Regions from separate parts of the Zea mays genome. Here regions 1, 2, 3 and 4 are each linked to region 5. A link is a contact called in public Hi-C data. All regions are on one chromosome and are shown on one strand. Each heading gives the region's core, a stretch centred on a gene start, on an enhancer-like site or on the middle of the called end of the contact. The rest is flanking DNA. Distances are from core to core; before and after follow the strand shown.

Region 1 (2,750 bases), core at 104-2,603, 350 kb before region 5:
TGTACCTTTGTCACACGAAGATTTCCGATCATATATGGCAGGCGCAGCTGCTGCCACTCGGCAAAACCGAGAAAACTCTCGACAAACTCTTTGTCAGATGTGATTTTGGTTAAACAAGTTTCAGTAACTATATATCAACAACAACTTCTTTACCGAATAATTTTATTCGGTCACTCGACATAGACTTTGCCGAGTACCACCCGGCACTCGGCAAAAAAATAGCCATCACGATACCAAATGACGGTGATGGAGCCTTTGCCGAGTTCCCTAGAGAGACTATTTCTGTTGAGTACTGGGCACTTGGCAAAGAAGTCTTTACCGAGAGTTTGGCTCTCGATAGAAACTCTCTTCGTTGAGTGTCATTTTATGCTGAGTGTAGCATTCAACAAAGTCTGTTTTGCCGAGTGCCCGATAAATAGCACTCGACAAAGATCTAGACACTCGGCAAAGAGCCAGATTCCGGTAGTGCTTGATTAGCTTTTGAGATAGCGAGGGGTCCACGTCCACCTTTATTGGAGCAATTATAATAAGCTGATGTAGGAGAGCGATAAGAGATACCATATTAGATTTATGATGATGTGTAAGAAAGAGAAGTGAAGAAAAAGTAGCCAAATGAGAGTGTGCACACGGACTCTAAGACACTCTATGTGAGATAGAGGTGAACTAAATTATTAAATGTATAACTTACATCATTGAAGAGCAATTATATAAGCAAATATATATATATATATATATATATATATATATATATATATATATATATATCCCTACTACTCCTTAAGAGTGGAGTGTAGGCGTGCACGGTTCTGCCTGTGCCGCGCGGTCCTCTTGCCGCCGATGGAAGGTGCCGCGGATCCCGGCCCTCCTCCCCACACCGCCTCTCCCCTCCGCCTGTGCTCCTCGCCGTGTCCGCGCATGGAACCCACCCGCGGATCTCGCCCACGATGCACGCCTCCACCGCGCCGCCGATGGAAGGTGCCGCGGATCCCGGCCCTCCCCACACCGCCTCTCCCTCCGCCTGTGCTCCACCTCGCCGTGTCCGCGCATGGAACCCACCCGCGGATCTCGCCCACGATGCACGCCCGCTCGCCGCTTCGTGACCCCTGCCCCCGCCCTCGTTCCATCCCCCAATCTTGCGGAGGCAGTACTGATGGGGAAGGGCGAGGCGGAGAGGAAGAAGAGATCCGGAGACGAGCGAGCGTCGGGGCCACCGCCACCCGACCCATCCCATCGATCCCCATCAGTACGACCTACACGATCGCCTCGCGCACCTCTCTGCCTCCTCCCTGAGGACCACCACCATGGGCTGTTCAAGGCACAGCTGGAGGCGTCCTGCACAACGCGCTTACCAAGATGAAGGGCTTCCGGGCGCCGGCGAAGAGGAAGCGCACAGCAGGTGCCGACGTGGTCGCGGTCGTGGCCAAGTGAAAGGTGGGCGACCTCATGCTTACCAAGATGAAGGGCTTCCAGGCGTGGCCGGCTATGGTGAGTGCGTCGTCTCAACAACTCCTAATTCTCTACTCCCTAATCTATGGCCTTCCTATGGCCTGTTCAGTCTGGGTCCAAGGATTCTTGGTCTGGGAAGGGGTTTCTCGCTTAGGATTTGGTGGCGGACGTGGAAGACCTGTCTAAGACTGCTAAGCTTTAGGTAGTAGGGGCTACTTCTACTGCATTTTTCTATCACAGGATGTGTACCGTGTGTAGGCTCTACTGCTGATAGGATCAGGATCATGCTCTCAGTGTCCTTCCATCAGAAATTTGTCTCAGAGACTGTCTTTGGTTCAATTAAACCGAAGGAAGATTTAACTATTTAGAATTTGACTAACTAAATTCGAAAATTGGAGCCTACCGAAGCAGAACGGCATTTAGGAACTACCAAATGCCACCAAATTCAGGCTGTCGATTCAGCTAGAAGGTTCGTGTGTTTTTTAATAAATTCGGCCAAATTTTAACTGCAATCTACAGTTTTTTTTCTCTCCCTGTGCTCGCAAGACACCTGTGAGGCTGTGAGTGCGACTTCTCCGTGTCCTGCGTCGAACTACGCGTACTCGAACTGGTTGGTGCCATTTTTCTTCTTTGTGAGAGACCGAGAGTGACATTTTTCCTTATGTTCTTACGCAACTTTTTCAACAGGGTGAGAACCAACCGTGTTAATTCGGCAAATCTTAATGACCTTAATTCCACAACAGCACCAACAGTGAACAGTCAATCGTTGCCCTCCAACGGCAGATCTTAATGCTAATTCCACAACAGCACCAGTGATTGTGTGTCTGGGTGAAGTATCTGCGGTTTTTAGTGGTGGTTGATAACTATTTGCTTTCTTCAGGTTATTAGTCTCGTTAACTACGCAAGAAGAGGATGGATTGTCATTGTCTGTTCCTAGAGATAGTTGCTATCACTCTTGATCTTATCGATTTTATGTGATCTTGCTGCCTCATTTATCTCGCATTTTTTGTAGTTGTGTCAATATACTGCTCACAAACCCAATTTGGGTTGTTGTTACACAAATGCAAGTGAGCATATGTTTCTTCTCTGGTACCTACTTTTAGTGCAGAACTGGAGATTATCTGGCATAGCAATACATTGATACTTCATTCTGTTTGCAGACTCACAAAAAGGCAAACAAACAGCAAATACCTCAGGGATTGACTTGTGCTCTTGATAAGCCCCTTGAAGCTACTACAGCTGAAAACGCTCCATACAAAACAGACAATGAAGAAAGAGTGTCTGATCATTGTGAAGAAAGAGGA
Region 2 (2,700 bases), core at 132-2,631, 300 kb before region 5:
GCTTGCGGAGTAAAATCCAATTGACATAAGAACCATCAACGGTGGACAACATACATGCTAGTGATCCACCACTAGACACGCCCAATAAGGAACCCTTGTCCTCTATACATAGAACTTTGTCATGTGAGATCCTAACCTTCGCATTGCATTCACATCCTTTTGAAGCATATTTGTGAATGGGATTACTTACAATTGAACTTTGGGATTCCTCTGATCTACCTAGTGCTAAGTTTGACAAGTACGCATCACACCTACTCACTAGAATCAACTAGGTCAAACTACTACTTTATACCCCTATATAGTATGACCAAGGAAAAATGAACCCCTAAAATTACTCTAAGCGTCCCTCACTCCAATTGACACTTAGAACTAGTATGTCCTTAACCCTGTTGCATATTATTTGAAAACTGAAATAAAATCTATCTAAAGGGCATGAAAACCATTGATTGCTCATTATACGATCATTATTGTGACCTACTTATAATGCCCTTGCAAAATATAGGTTAATTATAATAATTATGTTGTCATTAATCACAAAAAACTAAATTAGAATCCGAGATGCTTTCAGATTTAATGACCTCCAGGAAACCAAAGTATATCTTGGAACCATCTAATCAACTCAATTATCTATGTATGGTAAATTATAAAAGTGTGTTAGGATGTAAAATATCAATATTAAATGAAGTGTACGATAACATTACTTATTATGGTTGGAAATAGGAATTATGTCTGCTACAAAGTTAGCCTGAATGACAAGAGTCTATGGACAAATCTGGGTGCCTCTAGAGGAGGGGCTGCATGTCTGATCATGTAAACAAAAGTATCACGTGCACATCAACACAATTGACATATAGTTATGACATGTTATATATTGACATAATGAAGACATATCAACTTGTGTCGTACATGGATAAACATATTAGTACAATACAAAGGCATATGACATCATATCTAAATGCCAATGTACCTCAAAACCTTAATTAGGCAAGCTATATACATATCACATATCTCAAAACCCTAATTAGGAAAGTTTAGTGTAAGTCGAAGGAGAATGTAGGTTTGGTTTGGTTTGTAGGGACCAATTTCTAGTCCCTCTATTTTAGTCCCTAAATTGTAAACACAGAGACTAAAATAGAGATAATCCTTCTTTTAATCTCAGTGTTTAATAATTTAGAGACTAAAAAGGAGAATTAAAATTTAGTCTCTAAAAACCAAATACACCCTTAATCGTCGAGTCTACAAACATATTATGATATTAGCACCTCAAAAATATTCTTCAAGTTCGAGAGTGGAGTCACAAAAGTGCAAGACATACTGGGCCAAGGATAGCCCAAGGTGGCCAGCCCAAGGCCCGCATCAACTTCTGACAATTGGTCCAACGAGCACCTAGGCAGCCCTTGCAACAACGAAGATGTCGTTGGCTCAGCACTGCACAGCACAACAACCAACCAGGGTATTGGGTCACAAGATTGACGTCCTGCTTTATCTCAAAATTAATATTAAAAACCTGCCAAATCTTAACACACCCAACAAATGATCCTTCGGCGTGATTGATTGTGTACTGTAGTGTAGTGGCAATTTGTCTGTTCACTTTCATGTCCTCTCGCCTAGTGACAACTACAGGCAGTTGTCCCCTGGTTCTAAAAGTCAACAAGGAAAACACTATTCTCTTTATTCTTCTCACTCCAATTAATCCTCCACAGTGCATCTTTTGACCACGTATCATTTTCTCCCGCGAGCGTACAATAATTGGAACATTTCCCTAGTACTTGTTAAGTTTTTCTCAGTGTCGCGTGTTGTTCCAAGTGAATATGAGAAGAAGTCAATAATAGGAAATGCCAAAATTTTATATTCTTTCGTCATGTGACCTAATCAGTTTTTTGAGAATTTTTCAACACCTGGGTACTAGTGGATATTATGTATGACCGAGTCAATTAAGACGCTGCAGCGAGTCGGTGGTCGTAGGCTCCCCGTATCTTTTGGCAAACTCTATGCATTGAATGAGCTTCGTTTTCTTTATTTGCTTCTGTTTCTTAGAGATTTCACTACTAAAAAAATCAGAAAATAGTTTTTTATAGCCTAATAATAGAGGTAATTTTTTTAGCATGACCTTTGTAAATGATTATTAGGTGAGCCCAATACACCAGTAGAAAAGAGCTCTAAGGGTGTGTTTGGTTTGACTTTTGGCTTTGGCTTTTGCCTCCTTAAAAGCCAAAAGCCAACCAAAGGGCTGGATCCAGGAAGCAGCTTTTTCTAAAAGCCGACTTTCTCGTAGTGCAAATCTGAAAGCACTCCTGTACCTGCTTTTAGTAGCTTTTCGGATGAAACTATGAAAACATATATCGAAGAATTTTTAACGACTTTTAGTGGTTTCCACCAAACGATTTTTAGCTTTTTAACAGCTTACAGCCTACAGCAGCTTTTTCTACAGCTCACATCCCACAGCAACTTTTTTCACAGCCACAGCCCAACCAAACAGACCCTAAGCTTATAGTACGCAAAACTTTTCACAAGCGGTTTTAGTTACCAAGTGACAGTGAAAATAAAAAGGTGGACCTGGTTTAAGAAATCGCCAGTGGAAATCAATTTCTATTGGCGGTTTTCTTAACACAACTGCCAGTGCAAATCACACTTTCAGAATAGGAAAATACAACGAAGAACTAAAAGGAAAGACCGTCGAAGAAGTTGAGAAGCTTACAC
Region 3 (2,700 bases), core at 200-2,699, 260 kb after region 5:
GATTTAAAAGCGCAACTTAGTATGGTGAGAATAATAGCATATATATAATTTGTAGTTGAGGGTGATATTATTTATAGCATTTTTTACAGGATGGTGTGACTCTACGCAGGAATTTATTTATTGATCTATTGGCATACGAGGGGAACACATATCGATTTAATATTCTTGAAAATATACAAGAGTACCTTAACCATATTATGGAAAAAATAAATTAAATAGACATTTATGATTATGTTTATTTTATATTTATGATTTGAATGTCTAAACTAGACGTTCGAAAGATCATTCTTAATTTTTTGCCATTAAATTTTCTTGTTAAATCTTATATAATACACTACTAGGCGAGTGCTCGTGCGTCGCAGGCCCGAGTTTCTCTTCGACATCATCCCAGATAACTCGTGGATGTCGCCCTCCATCTCATAATAGTATAACATACATTTGTATATATAAGTTATCGAATATTTTCTGTTGCAACACACGGTCACTACCTAGTAAGCAGTAGAGATTTAGAGAGTGAAATTTAGAAAATAAACTCTTAGATATTCTATTACCCATATGGAGGTGTTTGAATGCACTAGAAATAATAGTTATCTAATTAGCTGATGGCATCCAAACAAGCTAGCTAATAGTTTTAGTAAATTAGCTAATATCTCGTTTGGATGTAGATATTGGAGTTCAGAATTGGGAATTAGAATCAACTTTTTGTTTGATTGCACATGGAATTGAGATTTGAATTAGAGCCCAATTTTCCAGAATTTGACTATAACTAGAAACCCCTCTCCCAAAACAAAGCCCCACCTCTCGGTATTGCGTGGAATTAGACCCCACAATTCCAAACTTCAATTTAGTGGTATTAAAAAAATGAAATTACATCTCATTTTGATACCATACTTGATTTGGTATTCAACACAATTAAATTCCATCATCTCTAATATCGACATCCAATGGAAGCACGATAGTTAGGCCCTGTTTCAATCCTACTAGATAAACTCTAACAGCTTTTTAGCTACTTTTAGCCATTTAGTGATCTAAACAGGAGAGCTAATGATGGTATGATAAAATTTAGCACCTATTATCTTATAAGCTACTTGTTAAAAGTAGCTAAACGTGGGCCAGAGAACCCTATTTTCCAACCATACCCTCCAACCTCATTCTCTCTCTCCGCATTAGGGGCATATGTGTCTTTTTATTCCAATGTGCTAAACTTTATTAGAGTAGTCCAAACACCCGAAGGAGCTAATCTTTAGCACTTCAATTTATATGGCTAAAGTTTAGCTGGAAGCTAAAAATTATCATGTGAGATTTAAACAGGGTCTTAGTTAGATATTTGGTAGCTAGCTAATTGTGTTATCAATTTTTTAGTTAATAACTATTGGATCTAGTGTATTAAACACCCGTAAGCTTGGCTCTGGCTCAAAATCCAGTCTTAGAATCGATAAAATGAAAAAAGTTGGGAAAGAAACCCAGAACCCTTTCCCCCCAACCTAGCCGGCACCCACCAATGGCGAGGCCGCCGCCTGCGGCGCCCGCCCCGGTGAGGCTTCGTCTGCTTTTCGAAAACAGTCGCCTCCTCCAGCGTGTACAGAGGGATGAAGGCCTTCGGCGCTGCTGGCTTCTCCTTAGCCCGGAGCTCGACACCGTCGCCGACCTTGCCGCTCATGTCGCAGCCCGTTTCCGCCTCCGCCGCACCTGCCCGCGCGGCGTTGTGCTCTCGGTATGTCGCCTGTTCATCTCCCCTCCTTCATTGTTCCCGTTTCTCTCTTTTATCCATCCCCACTTATGCATGGGATCCTTCCCCACTCCGAAACCTGATTAGTTCATCATTGCGGTTTCTCTCCAAAATCGATGGTTTCGTACCACAATGTTTGATGGTTGTCCGTGTGGACCATTAATGCTTCATTCCTGATTTTCCTTCCATTTTTTTGTTATTTATATCTATATTCTTTACAAATACAAGCTTTGTGCATAAATTATGAATGAATGGTCTCTTGTGTGCAGATGGACGGGTTTACCTTGCCACCATTCGAGTCAACCTGCATCTTCAGGGATAACGATATTATAAGGTAACTGTTGCCTTTGGTGAACTATTCTGGTCTTTCCATATCTTTTCTCATTCCTTTTTCCCACTATATTATTACCTTGATATTTCAGTACTTGGCTTAGAGGAAAGGTTGGGGTGTGGTATTGTGTCTACCCAGAGATTTATGTGAAATGCACTGTGCATGTGGGCTTCAAGCCCAGACAAGTTTGGCTTTGATGCGCATCCTCAGGTGTCTGATTTCGGTAGCCTGAGGTGCAGATCGATGCCTGCGAATCTATTTGCCTGAGTGCTCCAGGGTGCTAGGTTTCATTACCACGATTCTGTACCATTCACATCTTGGTAAATAAGTAACCAAACAGATATAAACGCTAGTGAATCTATTACTCCCTCCATTCTGGTATGTAAGGACTAAGGCGTAATCACTTTTTATTTTAGTCCCATAATATAAGGTACTCCCTCTCTATACGTGCGCACATCAATGCGGTAGTATAGAGAGAACTAAATACATTTCTTGGTCGTTGAACCAGAGATAGTTATGTCTTATATACTAGGGTGGAGGGAGTATGTCCCAGAATAATAGTTGCTTGGAAAATGAGGGACATCCATATGGCAAGCAATATTGTACATCGGATCATATGCTTAAAATCTACGTTATCACC
Region 4 (2,911 bases), core at 248-2,747, 260 kb before region 5:
TAAATAGCCATAAATATGAATATTATTTACTAAAACTAGATTAAACATAAATCAGTTTAACTAGAGATATAAATAATGACAATATAGAGATAGAGATACACATTACACTTATATAAATGATTATTTTAATTAGAAACTTCATGCCTCCACGATTCAGATGCATGAATTGTAGTGTCTATACTATATGTACTCACTCTACAGTCACAAATAAGTGACATTTCAGTTTGTTAGAAGTCAGCTTTTTCAAAGTTACATGTCTAGTAAATTGTTATTGCAACATATCCATAATAATACAGCAAAATGCATCCTGTTATGATGGAAACTATGTTTCAAGGCATACCTCCTCATATATATATACCCCTGTTGACACCTTTTCGGAGGCGCCAATTACTCAAGAGCACCAGCGGCGGTGCTCTCTGCACAGGGGCGGACGGTCCGCGGCCTGGTGCGAGGCGGCGGTGCTTTCTGGTCAGGCGCGGACGGTCCGCGGCACAGGGCCGGACGGTCCGCGACCTGGTGCAGGAGCCCGAGTTCCCTGCCTGACGGCCGGACGGTCCGCGCCCTAGGGCCGGACGGTCCGCGCGTGCGCAGGGGCGGCGGAAGACCGCCGACGGCGCCTGGATCTCGCTCCCGGGAGGGACCCCGTCGGGGAGGAGAGATCCTAGGTGGTGTCTAGGCTCAGGCCGGCCGACCTAGACTCCTCTAATCGACGTAGAGCCGAAGAGAGACGACGAATTTGGGGATTGGATAGCTAAACCTAAACTAGACTAGAACTACTCCTAGGATAAAATGCGAAATAGAAGTTGTATTGATTCGATTGTTGATGATTACAAATCGGCCGTAGACCTCTCTATTTATAGAGGAGGGGGGCTGGACCCTTTACACAACTGATTCCGAGCTAATCCCGCGAATATAGCTAACAACCATAGCACAAAACTCGGAACCCTAATCTGTTCTGCGCACGCGCGGACCGTCCGACCCACAGGCGCGGACCGTCCGGACCGCGGACCGTCCGGCCTCAGGGCCGGACAGTCCGCCGGCTCAAAACCGGTTCGAACAACCCCCTTCAAATTTTGCAAACACAATTAATTGGTGGTACTGAGCATTGTGTCAACTAAGGTGTTTTTTTTGTCAGAGTTTAGAATGGTAGACTTTTAAGATAACACCAATTCACCAAAACTCTAGTCGGGCAAATTTGATGGCCTTAGGGTGTTTGGTTCGTGACTAACCGTGTCACACTTTGTTTAAGGTTAGTCGTTCGAATTGAAGAAATAAGTTTAGACCTAAAAGTTAGCCAAAAGCGACAAATTAGACAGGAAACTAAATATGCCCTTAATCCGGCTGCTCCTAGCTGTGTTGGGGAAAAAAAGGAAGCCTAGCTCGGAGGCTTTGGTTCTCCTGTGACGTTTGTGCGCTGGTTCTCAACTGGGAATATGGGCTCCGGCGACTCCCGCCGGTTTGACCTCAAGGCGGCGACAGCCAGACACACACAGCCTAGCTGTCTGGGCATATGAGTACGTCGTTGTCTGATCCGCGGCCCACTTTGACTGTCCGTGTTTGGTTGGAGGATAGATGGAAGGGGCGCCCATAGTTTATATATCATGTGTTTGGTTACCTGTATTTGCGTTCTTGTATCATGGGATGCAATCAGCTGGTGTTCAGTTGTTGTCAACCAGGCTCTATGCGTGCGAGGTGTGTATTTGGTTACCTGCGTGTAGATGTGAAGTCAGGCTTGCACGATATTTAAAGTACCCTAAGTCAGGCTCTATAGACGCGAGCAAATTGGTCGCATCTCTGGAGCTAGGCTCCCGCCGGCTTGGCTCATACAGCCGGGCTATCAGTGCTAACAATCTCGGATAGATAGATATATACAGTCGTCGTCCACGACGAATGATGCGAAAGAGCCAAGGGCAGAGTCCGATTTGACTGGTAACTTCGCAAAAAGTTCAAATGGCTTAGAATAATATAGAAGAGAGGGTGAGTATTAGTGCATGTAGATGATAACTAGGAACAAACAAGGACGACGACGGCGACGACGAGCCCGTCTAGAATAGACTATATGCTACTACTGGCTCTTAGTTGTGGTACCTTAAAGTCACCATGCATCTTGATGGCGTGTGACGACGATGGATGGATGGCAATATTATTTGTGAAGAAAACTCAGCCAGGTTTCCTGCGGGCATGCATCTTGTTGGCTAACGACGAATAGACGCTAGCTGGATTCATTTCCTGTACTACTAGCTAGCTCATAGATTATGTCGATCTGACGCCGACAGTTATTAACATATGATCGAGAAACCTTCTGTACTTTTAGCTGTTGAATCGGAAGTAAGAGTTCTACGCTGTATATATAAGGACCACTTCGCGTTTTCAGCTGGTGCATGCAGGAAGGAGATGAAGAACGACAGCCAGTTTTTTATTTTTTTTTATGAACAGGATGCATTATTGTCTTGTGTTTGTAACAAGATTCTCAGTTGTGTGTTGTCCCTGTCATTTTCTTATCTTCGAGGGACCTCGCTCTCTACAGTACGACACATGTACTGCGTTTCTGAAGAAGGTGTGAACTCAAGTTTCATGCATTAAATCTGCTGGCTACATGTGCGTGGGCTAAGCATTGGGCATACAATGGTGATCAATATAAAGTCTTTTTAAGGTGTTTAAAGGTGCTGTTTGCAAAAAAAATAAGTTGAGCTATCTCTGGCTCTTAATTCAAGTAGCAACAGATGTCTTAGCTTTCACTTTACGAATTCGTCGTCTGTTTTATCGATCTGATGTTGTACAAGCGCATTTAATCATACATTTATTAATAGACTATATTTATAGACACTCAATTATATAATGAAGTCTTTTATGTTTAGAGAACAGTTTTGGTGTCTCTCCACTACACTACGTGCCCTTAAAGTTGTCATGT
Region 5 (2,700 bases), core at 72-2,571:
CTTTAGGTACTCTAGTCCTCTTGATCTTCTCCCTTGCTCTAGTACCTCGAAGACCATCTTGCCTTGTTTATAGTTTGACCTGTTGTCTCTGTCATGTACATTGAGTTCCACTTAATCAATGTTCATCCTTCACTTTGACTTTTGATATGTACAATCCATACCATCTCATCTTATATGGAATATCACTCTTGAGCCTTGAAGCTTTTCACTAAGTAGCTCTTCAACACTTAACACCTCAATTAGACCTTTGATTATGTTGTCATCCAAAACAACAAAACTCACCAGGAATCTTTCAACTATGATATTCTCCACTACCATGATTTTATCTTAAACCTTCAAAAAAACTTTACTTGGAAACACCCCTTAGGCTTTGTTTGGTACTCTAGTATTCGCCTCAATCCACATGTATTGAGGTGAATTAGGGTGTAAATTAATTTAGGGGATATTTGAATGCACTAGAGCTGATGGTTAGCTTCTAAAATTAGTTGAAGACATCAAAACACTATAGCTAATAATTGACTAGCTATTTGTTAGCTAGCTAATTTTACTAGCAATTTTTTAGTCAACTAACTATTAGCTGTAGTGCATTTAAACATCCATAATTTACACCCTAATTTAATTCAATACATGTGGATTGAGATGAATAAGGCCTTGTTCGTTTACATCGGATTGTACCCGGAATCATTTCGGCTAATCAAAGTTTATATAAATTATAAAAGCAATCCGGCTCGGAATCGTTCCGACCCACCAATCCGACACAAACGAACATGGCCTTGTTCGTTTGTGTCGGATTGGTGGGTCGGAACGATTCCGAGTCGGATTGCTTCTCTAATTTATATAAACTTTGATTAGCCGGAACGATTCCGGGTGCAATCCGATGTAAACGAACAAGCCCTAAGGTCCTGTTCGGTTGTTCCGGATTGGAGCCCCGGATTAATTCCTAGCTGGATTACTTCTCTAATTTATATAGATTTTGATGAACTGGAATGAATCCTGGCTCATTCCGGTACAACCGAACAGGCCCTAATAGAGTAACAAAACCAGCCGTCAGTAATCACGGCCTCACGGGAGAACGATAGCAGAATTACAGTTAAGTGTAGCCTCCACTTGTAGAGTAGTAATTGGTACAATGCATCTTTATTTTATGTCGCTGCAATCTTATTTGAAAGCAGGCTAGCCAGAGGTTTTAGGCCCAAGAAAGTATAGCCAAAAGCCTACATATACAAGTGGGCTGCTAATATTGGGCCAGCATAGCCCACCGCTCCCAATATGTTTTCTCAACCTCTTGTTTCCACCACCACCAGTCTCTACCTCCGTGCGTCGTGCGCCAAGGCGCGAACCCTAGCCGAGATCAGATCGGAGGCGAGCGCCACCACCGGCCGGAGGAAGAGGACGACACGATGCTGCGGGTTGCGGGGAGAAGGCTCTCGTCTTCCCTCTCCTGGCGCCCCGCCGCGGCGGTAGCCAGGGGTCCCCTCGCCGGCGCTGGCGTCCCCGACCGGGACGACGACTCGGCTCGCGGACGGAGCCATCCGCGGTTCTCCATCGACTCCCCCTTCTTTGTCGCTTCCAGGGGTAAGCGCGCGCGACCTTCATCCTGATTCTCGTGTCTTCGTGTAGATTTGGCTCGGATTGAGATCGGGATCCATCGGGCTTGATCTGCGATACAAGGATTTCTAGTTTTGCGAAGTTTTGGATGATTGTTTGGGTTCTCGATGATGGTGTAGTTCTGTTTCGAGGCCTTCCTGTAGCTTGTTGTGCAATAGCTGTAGCTCTTACGTTGATCGGTCTTGTAGGCACTTTGTCTGTCCATTTGATAGACAATTTGTGTTCTTGTCAGGACCCGGGAGAATTTGTTCCCTTATTTTTAGCATGTCTTATGCTGTTTGACATCCATTTCTTATGTGCAGCCACCGAGCTGTGCTCTGACATAAAAGAATACCTCCTTCCGTTTGTGATTAGCAGTGTATGATGAGCTGGGTTGCTAGGATGGAACTTGGTGATGAGCTGTGTTGCTAGGATGGGAATAATAGTAGAGGGGGAGGGAAATTATTTAACAATACTTGTTATGCAGCTTAATTTATATTTAATTGATATTCCTCAAATTCCTTTTGAATGATTTGACACTTAACTGAATGGCTTGTGTTGCTGTCCAGAGGCCCTCTTCGTAGCAAGTATATTCCCTTGATTTTAGAATGTTGGTAACAGTTTGGTAAAATTGATGGCGGTTGGTGAATTTGGTTACTATCATGACAGTGTTGTGCTATTGCATTAGTTTGATGGTACAGTTACGAACCTCGTCCAAAATAAAAACTAGTATCTGAACTTCTGATTTTACAAACATTTGTCATGTATTTATAAGTCTAGTTTTACTTCTTGGATGGGTTCCCTCGTTTCCTTGTTCTAGAGACCTACATATGGCTGCTGTTCCTTTTGCCATGTTACCTTTGTTGATTTACTTATGTTATTGTGCCGCGAAATGACAGTCCTGTTGGCAAAGACCACAACAGTGGGCACTGTCCTGAAGGTTAAAGAAATAATTATGGTACCGACTCGTTTTAAAAATATTCCTCATTTTTCAGTTTTTTGTAAAAATAGCTAATATCTATTGCATGCCTCTTATAAGCAAGATCAACATTATGCCAAGCAAAAGAATACTGAAACATGGTTGTTGAGGCGCCTAGGCGTTCAGGTGTACCC

The links. A called contact is a pair of places that touch in the nucleus more often than the background predicts.
Region 1: a contact with region 5 is called in a Hi-C map of leaf, with 6 times the contacts expected there. The contact joins the promoter of LOC103642717 here to the promoter of LOC542550 in region 5. A contact is called at or near these places in 6 of 25 Hi-C or Micro-C datasets (bundle sheath, ear, leaf and 2 more).
Region 2: a Hi-C map of ear shows a contact between it and region 5, with 3 times the contacts expected there. The contact joins the enhancer-like site here to the promoter of LOC542550 in region 5. A contact is called at or near these places in 3 of 25 Hi-C or Micro-C datasets (bundle sheath, ear and tassel).
Region 3: a Hi-C map of leaf shows a contact between it and region 5, with 3 times the contacts expected there. The contact joins the promoter of LOC100384247 here to the promoter of LOC542550 in region 5. A contact is called at or near these places in 10 of 25 Hi-C or Micro-C datasets (bundle sheath, ear, leaf and 3 more) and 1 of 3 datasets of contacts at active chromatin or transcription factors (leaf).
Region 4: a contact with region 5 is called in a Hi-C map of bundle sheath, with 2.0 times the contacts expected there. The contact joins the enhancer-like site here to the promoter of LOC542550 in region 5. A contact is called at or near these places in 3 of 25 Hi-C or Micro-C datasets (bundle sheath, ear and leaf).

The regions. Positions count from the first base shown.
Region 1 is chr10:113,834,329-113,837,078 of Zm-B73-REFERENCE-NAM-5.0, forward strand. LOC103642717 reads left to right here and starts at 1,354. Exons shown (of 5, transcript XM_008665924.4): 1 at 1,354-1,424; 2 at 2,459-2,513; 3 at 2,607-2,750. The coding sequence starts at 1,354.
Region 2 is chr10:113,884,455-113,887,154 of Zm-B73-REFERENCE-NAM-5.0, forward strand. No RefSeq gene overlaps it. Among protein-coding and RNA genes, the nearest start is that of LOC103642717, 50 kb to the left of the region's middle. Within about 2 kb of position 1,382, at least 15 of the 20 cell types and tissues checked have an H3K27ac peak or open chromatin away from gene starts, as enhancers often do. A contact at or near this core is called in bundle sheath, ear and tassel, where this site is marked.
Region 3 is chr10:114,442,845-114,445,544 of Zm-B73-REFERENCE-NAM-5.0, forward strand. LOC100384247 reads left to right here and starts at 1,450. Exons shown (of 14, transcript NM_001362333.2): 1 at 1,450-1,714; 2 at 1,999-2,063. The coding sequence starts at 1,502.
Region 4 is chr10:113,922,349-113,925,259 of Zm-B73-REFERENCE-NAM-5.0, forward strand. No RefSeq gene overlaps it. Among protein-coding and RNA genes, the nearest start is that of LOC103642717, 88 kb to the left of the region's middle. Within about 2 kb of position 1,498, at least 11 of the 20 cell types and tissues checked have an H3K27ac peak or open chromatin away from gene starts, as enhancers often do. A contact at or near this core is called in bundle sheath and leaf, where this site is marked.
Region 5 is chr10:114,183,161-114,185,860 of Zm-B73-REFERENCE-NAM-5.0, forward strand. LOC542550 (iron-sulfur protein 1) reads left to right here and starts at 1,322. Exons shown (of 2, transcript NM_001371631.1): 1 at 1,322-1,575. The coding sequence starts at 1,401.